3 separate regions of the Mus musculus genome follow, and regions 2 and 3 are each linked to region 1. The links are chromatin contacts, called in public ChIA-PET maps. All regions are on one chromosome and are shown on one strand. The core of a region is the stretch at or near the end of the contact, and the rest is flanking DNA. Distances in the headings are between cores, read along the strand shown.

Evidence for each region. ChIA-PET counts read pairs in DNA pulled down with a chosen protein or histone mark.
Region 2: an RNA polymerase II ChIA-PET map of effector CD8 T cells shows a contact between it and region 1, with 6 read pairs. The contact joins the enhancer-like site here to the promoter of Mllt10 in region 1. A contact is called at or near these places in 2 of 484 Hi-C or Micro-C datasets (CD4 T cells and CD8 T cells), 6 of 115 datasets of contacts at active chromatin or transcription factors (the 230-238 cell line, effector CD8 T cells, embryonic forebrain and 3 more) and 1 of 9 other capture datasets (liver).
Region 3: an RNA polymerase II ChIA-PET map of memory CD8 T cells shows a contact between it and region 1, with 32 read pairs. The contact joins the enhancer-like site here to the promoter of Mllt10 in region 1. A contact is called at or near these places in 1 of 484 Hi-C or Micro-C datasets (CD8 T cells), 3 of 115 datasets of contacts at active chromatin or transcription factors (large pre-B cells, memory CD8 T cells and pancreatic cancer cells) and 1 of 9 other capture datasets (liver).

The regions. Positions count from the first base shown.
Region 1 is chr2:18,062,646-18,066,459 of GRCm38.p6, reverse strand. Mllt10 (myeloid/lymphoid or mixed-lineage leukemia; translocated to, 10) reads right to left here and starts at 1,875. Exons shown (of 23, transcript NM_001252560.1): 1 at 1,596-1,875; 2 at 1,266-1,425. The coding sequence starts at 1,425.
Region 2 is chr2:18,957,633-18,961,446 of GRCm38.p6, reverse strand. The region is part of intron 1 of Pip4k2a (phosphatidylinositol-5-phosphate 4-kinase, type II, alpha); the gene reads left to right. Among named protein-coding and RNA genes, the nearest start is that of Pip4k2a, 39 kb to the left of the region's middle. Within about 2 kb of position 2,191, at least 72 of the 459 cell types and tissues checked have an H3K27ac peak or open chromatin away from gene starts, as enhancers often do. A contact at or near this core is called in CD8 T cells, effector CD8 T cells and memory CD8 T cells, where this site is marked.
Region 3 is chr2:18,937,113-18,940,926 of GRCm38.p6, reverse strand. The region is part of intron 1 of Pip4k2a (phosphatidylinositol-5-phosphate 4-kinase, type II, alpha); the gene reads left to right. Among named protein-coding and RNA genes, the nearest start is that of Pip4k2a, 59 kb to the left of the region's middle. Within about 2 kb of position 1,691, at least 57 of the 459 cell types and tissues checked have an H3K27ac peak or open chromatin away from gene starts, as enhancers often do. A contact at or near this core is called in CD8 T cells, liver and memory CD8 T cells, where this site is marked.

The DNA.
Region 1 (3,814 bases), core at 626-3,125:
AAATGAAAACTAAAATTAAAGCAAAAATGTTTTCATTTACCTCTCTCCCCTTTGGGAAGACCCTCCCATTACATTACCCCCCCCCAAAAAAAGCAAAACCTTTAGGCTCACACCTTCATTTCCCATACTTGAGGGGCAGAATTGTTGCTTGTCTGCACCCTGCCTGGGCTACACAGCAAGCTCCTATGTAAAAAACAAAAACTTCCCAGGTAGGACACACTCCAGAGGCAGAGGCAGGAGGATCTTTAATTTTGAGGCCATTTATGGGCTATAGAGCCAAGTTCCAGGACAGTGAAGGCTACAGAGAAAACCCTGTCTCATTTAAAAAATAAAAAGTAAAAATTAAAACCTTCCAACACTCAGTTTTAACTTCAGGAATAGGAAGGGTGGATCTGTTTAAGACTACACAGTGAGTCACCCAAAAAAACATTATCTAGTCTTTCGTCCTGAACCCCCAATCCCCTAACGACTTGAAAGGGACAGTCTTCAATAAGCAGAAAAACATGCTAAAGAGTTCCCCGTGGGGGAGTGGGAGGGAAGGGGCGATTAAGGGGGTACCCAAAACATTCACCCCATGAGAACATCTAAAAATAGACTCAACCTCCAAAGGCTCTTGGGGCACCACCAGCACTACTTCTTGGGGTCCATGACCAGGTCGGCTCAGCCCAGACACTCCCTCAGGGACACCTTCCAGTGTCTTCGCAGAAGCACCCAGTGGCCCCCAACAGCAGGGTCCATGCCAGAGAGCTCTGGGTGCAGCGGGCAGGGCCCACCTTCTCTCTCTCTCCCTCTACTCAGAGGCAGGTTGTCCCAGGCCACAGGAAGTCTCCTGACAACGCTGCGGCAGACCGGGAGCAGGCAGGGGAGGGGGAGGAGGCCTCCGGTTCCCAAAGCCACCACGCGCCGTCACCGTGACTCCAGCGCGGGTCTCGCGCTCCCACCCTACCCTGCGCAGGACGCGGCCCGACGCCGGCGGCCACCTAATGACACTTGAGTGAGCGCGGAGTCACGTGATAGCCCGGGCCACACGCACTTTCTCCCACAGGCCGGGGCACAGCCCGAGCCCGCGGCGACCACGCCGGGCTCCCGCGGGCTGCGCGCCGGGCGGGGCGGGGGGCGGGGCGAGGCGGCGGCGGGGGCGGAGCGGCGGCGGCGGCGGGCGGGCCGGGGGAGGGGCGGCGGTGGCAGTTGCCGCCGGGCGGGGGAGGGGAGCCGTGACGGTTGGGAGCGGGCCGGTTCGGCCCGGCGGGCGGTTGGGTGTTTACCTTGATGCACCGCGACGCTGCAGCCGTGCCCGTCGCAATAAACCAGCGGGTTCTCGGCCCAGCCTCTCTCGTCTGAGCAAACGCAACAGCCTCCAATCATTTCCTTCATACTATGGGAGACCTCGTCCTCCAGTGACACGGGCCGGTCGCTAGAGACCATCTAAGAGGGAGTTGGGGGGGACCATTAACAAACACAAGCAAGCCACCGAGAGCTCCCCACACGCAGCCCTTCGCGCCCGCCCTCCCGCCAGCCCGATCGACCGACCGACCCCGGCCCGGTCTCCGCCAGCCCGCCCGCCCTCCCTCCCGCCCGCTCGGCCGCTCGCTCACTCGGGCTTTGCCGCTCAGTCACTCACGTTCCGCACAGGAGTCAGGAGCCATGTCCTTGCTGACTCCCCCCACCTCCCCGCCACCGTCTCCTCCTCCTCCTCCTCCTCCGCGGCGTCCTCCCTCCCCACCTCCACCCGGCCGCTAACGCCGCCGCCCGAGGAGGGCACACATAATCAAGCAGGCCTCCGCACAGGCGCACTGGGGGGCTCCCGCTGGGCCCGGGGCGGCGAGGGAGGGGAAGGGGCTGCGCTTCCTCCTCCGAGCGTCACCCGGCGTACGCGTCGGCCCGCCCTGCGGCCGGCGTGAGGGAGGCGGCCCAGAGAGGCGAGGCCTGCGTGCGCGCCGCCGCGTCCCCTGGCCCCTGCCTACCTCCAGGCTTTCCCCTCCCCCGCACCGCTCGGCGGCGCCGAGGTGTGCGGAGGTGGGGGACGAGCGGAGTCGGCTGCTCAGCGCGGCCGGAGTGAGTCTACCGGAGGGCTCTGGGGCGCACGAGGGCCGGGACGTTGGGCGGCCGTCGCCTCGCGGGCCCCGGGCGCGCATGAGGAAGAGGCCGCGGCGGGGCGGGGTGCGGTGGGGGCCGGGGTCGCTGAGAGGCGCCCCCGGGGGCGTCTCGTGGCGCCGGGAACCTACCTGAAGGCCTGTGCCTCGAGAACTGGCCCGCGGGTAACAATGGTTGGGAGAGGGTGCCAGCTTCCATGAAGGGTGTAATGAAGCATGGCTTCCTGCAGTTGGCCGCGCTAACTTCACAGTACTGTCGCAGCTTCGCCACCCATTAAATTCACGTCCTGGATTCTTCCCAAAGTTCACCCAGTGGAAGTGTTACCAGATCTACCGCCCACTTACGCACCTTCTTGGCCCCCGTGGCAAATGAAAGTGCATCACAGACAGGCAAAAAGCCTGTGTTTGGGCTATATTCTGAGCGGGAGCCCCAAGACTGCATTATAGCTTGGTAGGTATACAAGTGGTTGGTCGCGTTAGCAACGTAATAGTCTGATCTGGAAAAATGCAGCTAAAGGAGGAAGGAACCCACGTTCTAGCCTGTCACCAAAGGTTAACAGCATTGAGAGTGTGGTGCCCAGTTTAGATTGAGGATTCCTCTAATCTTAGCTCGATTCTCCAAATTTACCTTTTCAAATGTGATGTCATTTAAATTGGAGAAATATGAGAGCTTCCTCCCAATACACAAATAAAATATAGATTAGATTAGACCAATGTTAGCAGATTAATTAGCTAGATATTGAGTAGTTTTTAAGCTACCAAAAAAATGTTTCCCTAATCCTTTCTCCATGTACACCCAATATTGATTTTAAGCAAAAAGTGTTCGTTCATTAAACTTTAGCATGAAATGGGAATTATGAATAGGCTATTTAAATGACAAACAGTTCCAAGGCAACTTCATGGTTTTTGGTTAATTACAAGTACAAAGGGCTTATTAGAAACTAACAATATAATATGGTCTGGAAAATACACTTACATGATGCTAAAACACCCCAAGTTCTAAGCACTCCACAGAAAATATATTAAGTTTTAAAATGTTCAAAAAGGGTAATGTGGCTGTTCTTTTCCTATTTCAAAATAATTGCTAAAGTTGTAAGAATAGTGATCGATACAGCACAATGTAAGCATCTGTGGTCAGATATATTCAAAAGCTATGTGAAATCCAAACTAATGGGGGATTTACCAAAGCTTGTGATAGGAAGACAATATGTCCAAAGGGACACAAAACTAAGGATTCTGTTTTAATATTAATACATTTAGAAATGGTGACTACAGATTAGTAAAATGACATTTTTAGGAGGATATGGTAATAAATTTCTGGACCTCTAATGATGCTCTTAACATAACTATGACTTGTACAAAGCTAGGGCAACTTTCAAACAGAAGTTTACTGTTTTAACTGTACCAAATATTTTACCTTTACCCTTATACAAAGGAAGTCAGTTCATTGTCTAAATCCTGTTTTGCCTCATAATATAGACTAATTTTGGTGCAAATCAATGTGGAACTTCCCAAACACTGAAGTCAAGCCTATGCACTAAATAATTTAAAAATACATTTCATTTTATTTTTAATACATTGGAGCTTAGTTCTTGAGATGGAACTAATTTGTATGAAAAAAAAGGGTAAGAATCTTACCTCATTCTGTAACACCTAATAAATGTAGGTAAACACTTGCTCTTTTCAAGACAAAAACAAAACTGTCATTTATATGAAGTTTT
Region 2 (3,814 bases), core at 942-3,441, 890 kb before region 1:
TAGTGGTTTAAAAGGAGTTAAGGGGTCAGAGAAATGGGCGATAAATGGGCGCTTGCTGCTTCTACATGATGACCTGTGTTCAGATCCCAAAACCCACACAGAAAAACTGTGCATCACCGTGTCTACAATTTCAGCATAGATGAAGGGCAAAGCAAGAGGGTCACTCAGGCTTTCTGGCCACCAGATTAGCCCCAGGCTTAGTGAGAGAGTCTGTTCCAAGAGAAGACAGCAGACAGTGTTAGAACAGGATATCTGAGGTTTTTTTTTTTCCTCACCTGGCCTCTGATACACCTGCATATACACATGTAATGCCCTCCAAACCTCCACTGAATCTTAAAAATACGTAAGCCAAAAGACATAAACCGTGCAGGTACTTTAACTGATGTCCTGGTCCTATAAAATCTATGACAATATAATAACCATGGTCAGCTGTTCCTTTAGACGGGGCAGAATAGCCATGAGTGTTTCATATTTTTAGATCCCTTTAAGAGCCCTCGGTGGCCTCTCATGCTGACTTCATTATGCTCACTTAGCATCCTTTTAATAAACCTGGAAACTGCTGCCATTATTCAGACATTAGTGAGAGGACCACTTTAGTGCTGTAGCACTGGATTGAGACGCTGATTTATATTTTTGCGTTATTTTAGGAACATTTCCTAGTGCTCTGGGAGGCTCATATTGCTTCCCGTTAGCTAAACTCAGGCAAGGAATGTGCAGGAATCCGATAATGAAGTGGGGTTGAGGGTATTTTCAAAGATCTTTTTGTTAATGAAAACTCTTAAAACGTTTCAACAATAGAGAAAATGGTGGACTCCCTCCCCTCCCCCGAACCCCTTACTGAGTTTCTCAGAGCCCTCTCTGCCAGTTGTTCTACAGAGTCCTGCATGGTAGGAAGGTGCTTGCTGTTGTGTGGCCACTGCTGCTTGTATAACAGCTGGTCTGGACTGAGATGGGCTATCAATACCACCCCTGAGGCTGCCCCTACTTGGAGCTATCAGGGAACTGTTCTTTGGCCTGTCCTTCTAAATACCTAGATATTTTCCAAGGCTATATCTGTGGGGTCCCTTGTTTCTTCTTCTTTTTCTTTTTCTTTTTCTTTTCTTTGGTTTTTCAAGACAGGGTTTCTCTGTATAGCCCTGGCTGTCCTGGAACTCACTTTGTAGATCAGGCTGGCCTCGAACTCAGAAATCCACCTGCCTCTGCCTCCTGAGTGCTGGCATGTGCCACCATGCCCGGCTTGTTTCTTCTTTTAGTAAGTTGTTATTTTTTTAAGTTTCAGTCTGACCCCTTGCAGCCACTGTGAGTAGGGAACACCCCCCCCCCCCCACCACACACACACACACTAGGAGGACCCAGCAGGGATGAATTCCCACCAGTTAATACTATATGTGTTTGCTAATACGATGATACTAATTCATTTGCTGTCTTTCTTTTTGTGATGTTGAGGGTTGAACCCATGACTTTGTGCATAGCAGGTGAGCGCTTTACTCTTCAGTTACACCTCAGCCCTCATTTACTATCTTAATGTAATGCTCATTCTTTAAAAATGAATATAACATCCTACCGAGAACATAAAAGAAATAGGAGGAAAATACCTTGTGATAAAATATTGCCTCCCCCTCTGTTTCTAGTCCTAGTGGTTAGATTTTTATCAGACTATCCTGCAAGCAGATGCAAAAGAATCCGCTCTAAACACATGCAGGCATGCACATGTGAGAGTGTGAGGAGTGTTGTCCCTGGCTACATCACAGATCCTAGAAGTTACGAGGAGGTCCGTCCTAACCGAGCCCATAGACCACTAATGTCCATCTCCTCCCACCACTCTTGACCATGTCTTTGCCCTGGAGCATCCAGTGCCCCCTGCCCTGTGTCCCTTCTTCTGTGTGTTCCACTAAGTTTGTGAGCCCCCCAAAACGTTTCCGTCTTCTGTTCCTGACTCTAACCTCAGCACCTAGAACAGAGCCCAGAGCTCTGGGAGGTTCTGTTGGATAAATAAATCCGTTTCTCTGTTGCTCTCTGTTGCTCTCTGACTCTGGAGCAGCATGGGTTTGTGAATGGCTGTCTCGCTGACAGTTGTCTCCCAGACATTCTGTCTGCTGGGTCTCTGAGCCTCACTCACTCCTTGTGTTGTGGAGTGAGGTAGTGTGCATGAAGCGCTCTGTGGCTTCAGAACCCCTCACTAGGCAGCACGTCCACTCAGTACTGTTTCAGTTACGTCATAAGACACATGCAGAGGCAGTCAGCATGAAGACTGGAGGAGAGGTTGGTTCTTGTGGGCAACGAGTCACGTGGCTATCTGGAAATATCTGTTGGTACTGTAAATTCTCCTCAGTACTAATTCTTTAAAGATAGAAATACATTTTTGGTTGATGCCATCATAAGCCTATCTGCTGAAATGGCTTCTTGATGTAAAGTCTCAAAAAGCAATAGAAATCCTTGAGGAGACTGCATAGTTTCAGTTTGAGTTTCCCTAAGTCACCTAGGCAGCTTGCTCATGCTATCCTCCTGCCTCAGCCTCTCGAATGGCTGGAACTGCTGGTGCCCACCATAGTGCCGGGCTGGACCACAGGCTGCAGTGCAGCAACTCACTCTAAGATGCCGGACACAGAAAGAGAGGAGTATAGAAATGCTTTGAGGAAGAAGAGGAGCCACTTACAAAAAACACAGCAATGGACTGGAGGCCACCTTTGTGGTAACAGTCTGCCCACTTCCCTGGGAGTGGTGGTTGGAAAATGCTAGTCAGCAGCTCCGTGCTACAGTATTTTAGCAACAGAGAACACACAGCGTGTCATCTCATCAGAAGACAATCCAGTCTGCTCTTCTCAAGTTAGGAAATTAACAAAGAAATGGTGTCCTGGATTGACAACCCAAAGCCACTGAGGCTCTGCCATCACTATTTCTGTCTCCTGGTCTCTGAGTGGAAGGACGTGACAGTCCATGTGTGTGATATACTTCTCAGGTCCTAAGAAACACACCATATTGATCGCTAAAGTCCTTCTTGTTCACAGGACTATTTTCAGTAGATGGCTTGTCGATTTACTTTATGCCTTTCTGTGCTGGAGACCAAACCCAAGGCCTTGTGTGTGCCAGGCAGGTGCTGTGCCACTGAGCTGCACTTCCAGCCCTTGGTTTTAGAGGCCAGGTTTCATTGTGTAGCTTAGGTTACGGCAAACACATGCTCCTCCTGTGCTGGGGTTTTGTGCACCGCTGCACCCAGCAGACACTTGTTCTTTGCTGGATTCTACTCGGCGTTGTTCTCAGGAAAACTTTCAAGGGAAGCTCGCAGGAGCTGATTCCATTGTGCTGGCACCCATCTTTGCATGCATCTGTTGCTCGCTGCCGCCATCTCAGCTTTGCAAAGTTTCCAGCCCTCCGTGTTGCAGTAGTCAACACTGTGTGAAGAGTAACCAGTGCCGATCACAGGAGTTGCAGGATCAGGAAGGTGTCTCATGCCAGGGCTGTCAGTTCTGAGTCGTGTTCTCTTAAGGCAGTTAAAAAAAGTCTCCCCCCACCCCACCCCCCACCCCGTTTGTGTTTTGTTTTTGGTCTACTTGGGCTGCCTTCTATTTTGAAATTTTTTATTTTTGCTCTTTTAGTAAAACCTGGTCAGTAATCCAAATAAGCTCATTCTTTAATGCTATAATTATAAAATTACATTTTTAGAAAGCACTTCCACATGTTGTCAGCTGAGGCTAAGAAGGAACGTACCCGCCACGGGGACTTGTGTAGAGTAGGTGTGCCGTAGATACTTGTAGGGTGTGCAGGTGGTGCGCTGATGTAATGGACTGAAAGGAGTGAAGACAGCTACTCTCTC
Region 3 (3,814 bases), core at 442-2,941, 870 kb before region 1:
AGGGAAGGAAATGGCTTCCCTCGGGATGGAGAATTTGATCTTTTGACTTCCTTCATTCCTTATCACCCGCTCCGATGGCTGAGGCTTTCCCCTTTCCGTGCGTTCCTTCTTATCTCTTCCGGCAAACAGAAATGTCCGTGCAATGGCCCTGAGCTTAATTTACAACCCCAGGGATGGTCCTTGCTGGGACATGTTTTTTTTTGTTTTTAGTTGGAATTTTTATTTAACATAATGTTCACTGGACAAATACTATTTCCCAGTTCTCTGGGCTGCACACAAGTTTACCGGTCAGGAAGAGGGACTTTTTCCATGCTTAGTGTTAGTTAGTACACATTGACTGTTATAACAGTAATTATTATCATCAACTTAGGAAACGATATGCTTAGTGATTTTTTTTTTTAAATCACAGATAGTTAAACCTTCCAATATCGCTAATTTCTTAGAGTTACGGCAGCCACGTCATCACAAAGACATTGCTTCCCAGAAGTAGTTATCCCCTGGGATATCACAGTTACTGCATGGGATAGATAAGAATTGTCACGTGTAGCTTATAAACTCATGGATGCTAATTACTGCTTGTTAAGCACACATTTAAGCCCTGTGTCTCTGTGAGCTCAGTTATACAAGTCAGAGTCTATGGAGGAAAACTGACTTGACCCTCAGGCCCCCACATCTGTATGCATGCACACACACACACACATGCTCACACACATGAACAGTACATACGTAATGAACTACAGAGCATGCAAGACGTTTTTTGAGATCAGTACTGTGTAGATATACAAATGAAATGGTACTTAAATGAGAGAGAGGATGACTGAGACCAGAAACTCCTTAATCACCTCACTAACACTGAGGTGAGATCTGTCTTGTTTATAGACTGCTGCTGTGGTAAGTTCCGATGTTCCATGGGGAGGTGTGTAGGGCTGATCCTGTCTCCATTTTGTAATTGAGGAAACTGGGGCAGAAAAAGAACAGTATTCCAGTAAGGCATTTACAGCTGCCTGTAAATTCCCATGAGAGGTTGGAAATCGGAAAGTGCCATTTGTGCTGGAGGAATAGCCTAGAGAGGTTTGGGGCATCTTTAAAGCCAGGCGTGGTGGTCCACATCTGCGGGCCCCATGAGAGAATCAAAAGTTAGAGACTGCCTGAGCTACATGGTGAGACCTGGTCTCAACAAAACAAAAAGTGAGAAAGTAAACTTTAAACAAGAAAGAAACTTTTTTTTTGAGTGGGAAAAACACAGCCCAATGAGAAAGAGTCTTGCAGGCATTTATAGACCCATCTGATAAAGGAATACTGGAAAATATTAAATTATTCATAAGTTGCCTGATAACTAGTAAATAAATGCATGACGGAACATTTAGAATTTGGCACAGCCTTTGAGAAAAGCTATTAAACAAATGTATTGTGCGAGAACAAAAGGCTTTAGTGAAATTTTTACTCGGATAAATTGGATGACAGACAGCTAAACTCCCAACTAAAGCTACAAATGAACGTATCACAGTGATCTAATTAGTGAGTTATCTTATAGGGCCAGTTGACTTTAAAAATTATATTTTGAGGGAGCGAAGAGGCCTGGTTCTTGGAGGTGAGACGCTGCTGAGTGGGGCTTGCTTGCTGCCCCTGGGCAGATGGCATGTCCTCGGCCACACTCTGATCCCCACAGATAACCCTTCGGATTGCTTGCCTGCTGTTTGAAGACCGTGTTGCAATCTTTAGCCTTTATTGGGCAAATTGATCTCTTAAAGACATTGTGGTCTGGCAGGGCCACTTCTTGTTCATTAGGTCTGAAGTGTGTTTTAAATAGCTACATTCAATTAGACTCGCCACCTGAGAGCACGAGAAGAAAATGTGCCTCTTGCAGACCACAGGAGCAGGGGGAGGCTTTGTGTTGGATTGTGGTTAATCTGCCGTCTGCACTTCCTGGACAGAAACTGCTTAAGTAAAGAGCACGTGTTGGGGTTTCTTCCATAAAAATCAAAGTTCTGTGTGAAGTAACAGGGCAGTCACATATTCATGACTAAATTTTTCATTCTGAGTGGAAATCCTGGGAGAAGATAATGCTTATTATCTAGAGCCTGTGGTTAAATATTTTCAAAGACGCTTATAAAAATTGGGATAGGAGGAATAAGAGAAAGAAGCTGCCCCATGGGGTGGGGACACCTCTCTTTGGTGGGATCTTTGAGAAGGCTATAATAACCTAAGGCTCAGGTAATACCCGGGCTAAAAGTACACGCAGAGCGAGCGCCCACACCATAGAGGGTTAAGGAATTCACCGTCTCTCCTACATTTTTAACTGTTAAGGTTTTTTGTTCTTTAAGTATTCTCTATGCTTCATGTCAATTGTTACACATTTAAATTTTTTTTTTCTTAACTTGTGTATCATAAAATGGAATCTTTTTGAGGAGAAGGGAAACAAATACTAGATAACCCCCTGGATCATGTGATGTGACTGTGGAGAGGGGCCAACAGGAAGAGCAGGCCTGGCCACAGTTTTCCAGGAAGGCTTTGAGGATGAAGGGAATCCGATCTCAGCAGTCCTGAGGGTGTGCAGTCTCCCAGGGGGATTGTGGAGGGCTGTGGGTTAGGGGCCTTCAGGAGGAAAGCTGTGCCTTCAATGGCTTCCTTGGAATTTTTATTTTCTGTGTGTTTTTCCTAGAACATCACTCTTCTTTCCACATGTGGTAATTGTTGTCCCTTCCTTAGCCCTCTGCCCCAGGCCTGATGCTGGATCTTCCTGCGGCATCCTGGCAGTGCTGTTGAGAGAACTCCAAAGGGTCCTCATGGTCCCACATGAGTTCATGTTTTCATGGGGTCACTTACGGATTGCTTCATGCTCTTTCTATGGACCAGATGAGCAGAAAATCTCCACCATCCCCTGTGTCTGCTAGGGGTGTGTCTCTTAGTACCTGAGACAAAAGTGAGGAATGTGGTGGTGGGAGGAAGAGTTCTGGGCCAGCTGTCACCCAGCCATCTGATCTTCCTGTTGAATGTGGGCTACAGTAGCAGTTACAGTGGCAACATTGGTTTTCCCCTGCACAGGGTCTAGAGCAGATGCGTCTCCCACAGGGTGTACAGCAGGAGGCTGCCTGTCACTACCTCCTACTGCCTCCCTTGCCTTTCATTTTCTTATCTGTGTGTGTGCTTCCACTCCATCCCTGCTGCTTCTCATAAAATAATGACGTGTTTACTTTAAGACAGAGCAGGAAATACACATTGCCATTTAGATATGAAATTATCTGGAAAGACTTAGAATCTTATTGTCCTGCCCCCTGCTGTGCTGCTGAAGTCCCCTGTGGCCTCTTCCTTACTGCGTTCTCCTGCTCTCCCTTCTCTGCTCCCATGAGATAATTAATAATAATAATAATAATAAAATATTTATATAACAAAACAATATATGTACTGCTGTCACAGAAGGCATTATATTTCGTACTCTGCTAACAGCTTTTCTTAGCTTCTTATTTGACAATCTTTGGAATGTCTATAATAAATGCCTGGTTTATTTTTCTGTGGAAAAATGTCCCTTGGTCATCCAGGGCTGGCCAACATGCTGCTTTTCTCTGCTGATTCCTTCCTGTGACAAGAGTCAGGCTTTCCCCAGATGAAAGGTGGTGATCTCAACCCATTCACCTCAGGAATGACCTAGCTAGGCCTCACTACGTCTCTTCAGTAAGTGGTTAAAACTGGGTCAGACCTGGCTGTACTACACTACACAGAGTTCCATCCCACCCCTGTTCCTGAGACACACTGCCTGAACCACATGGGGAAAGGACAGCACCTGCCACTTCTAGTGTGACACAGGTATTAAAGC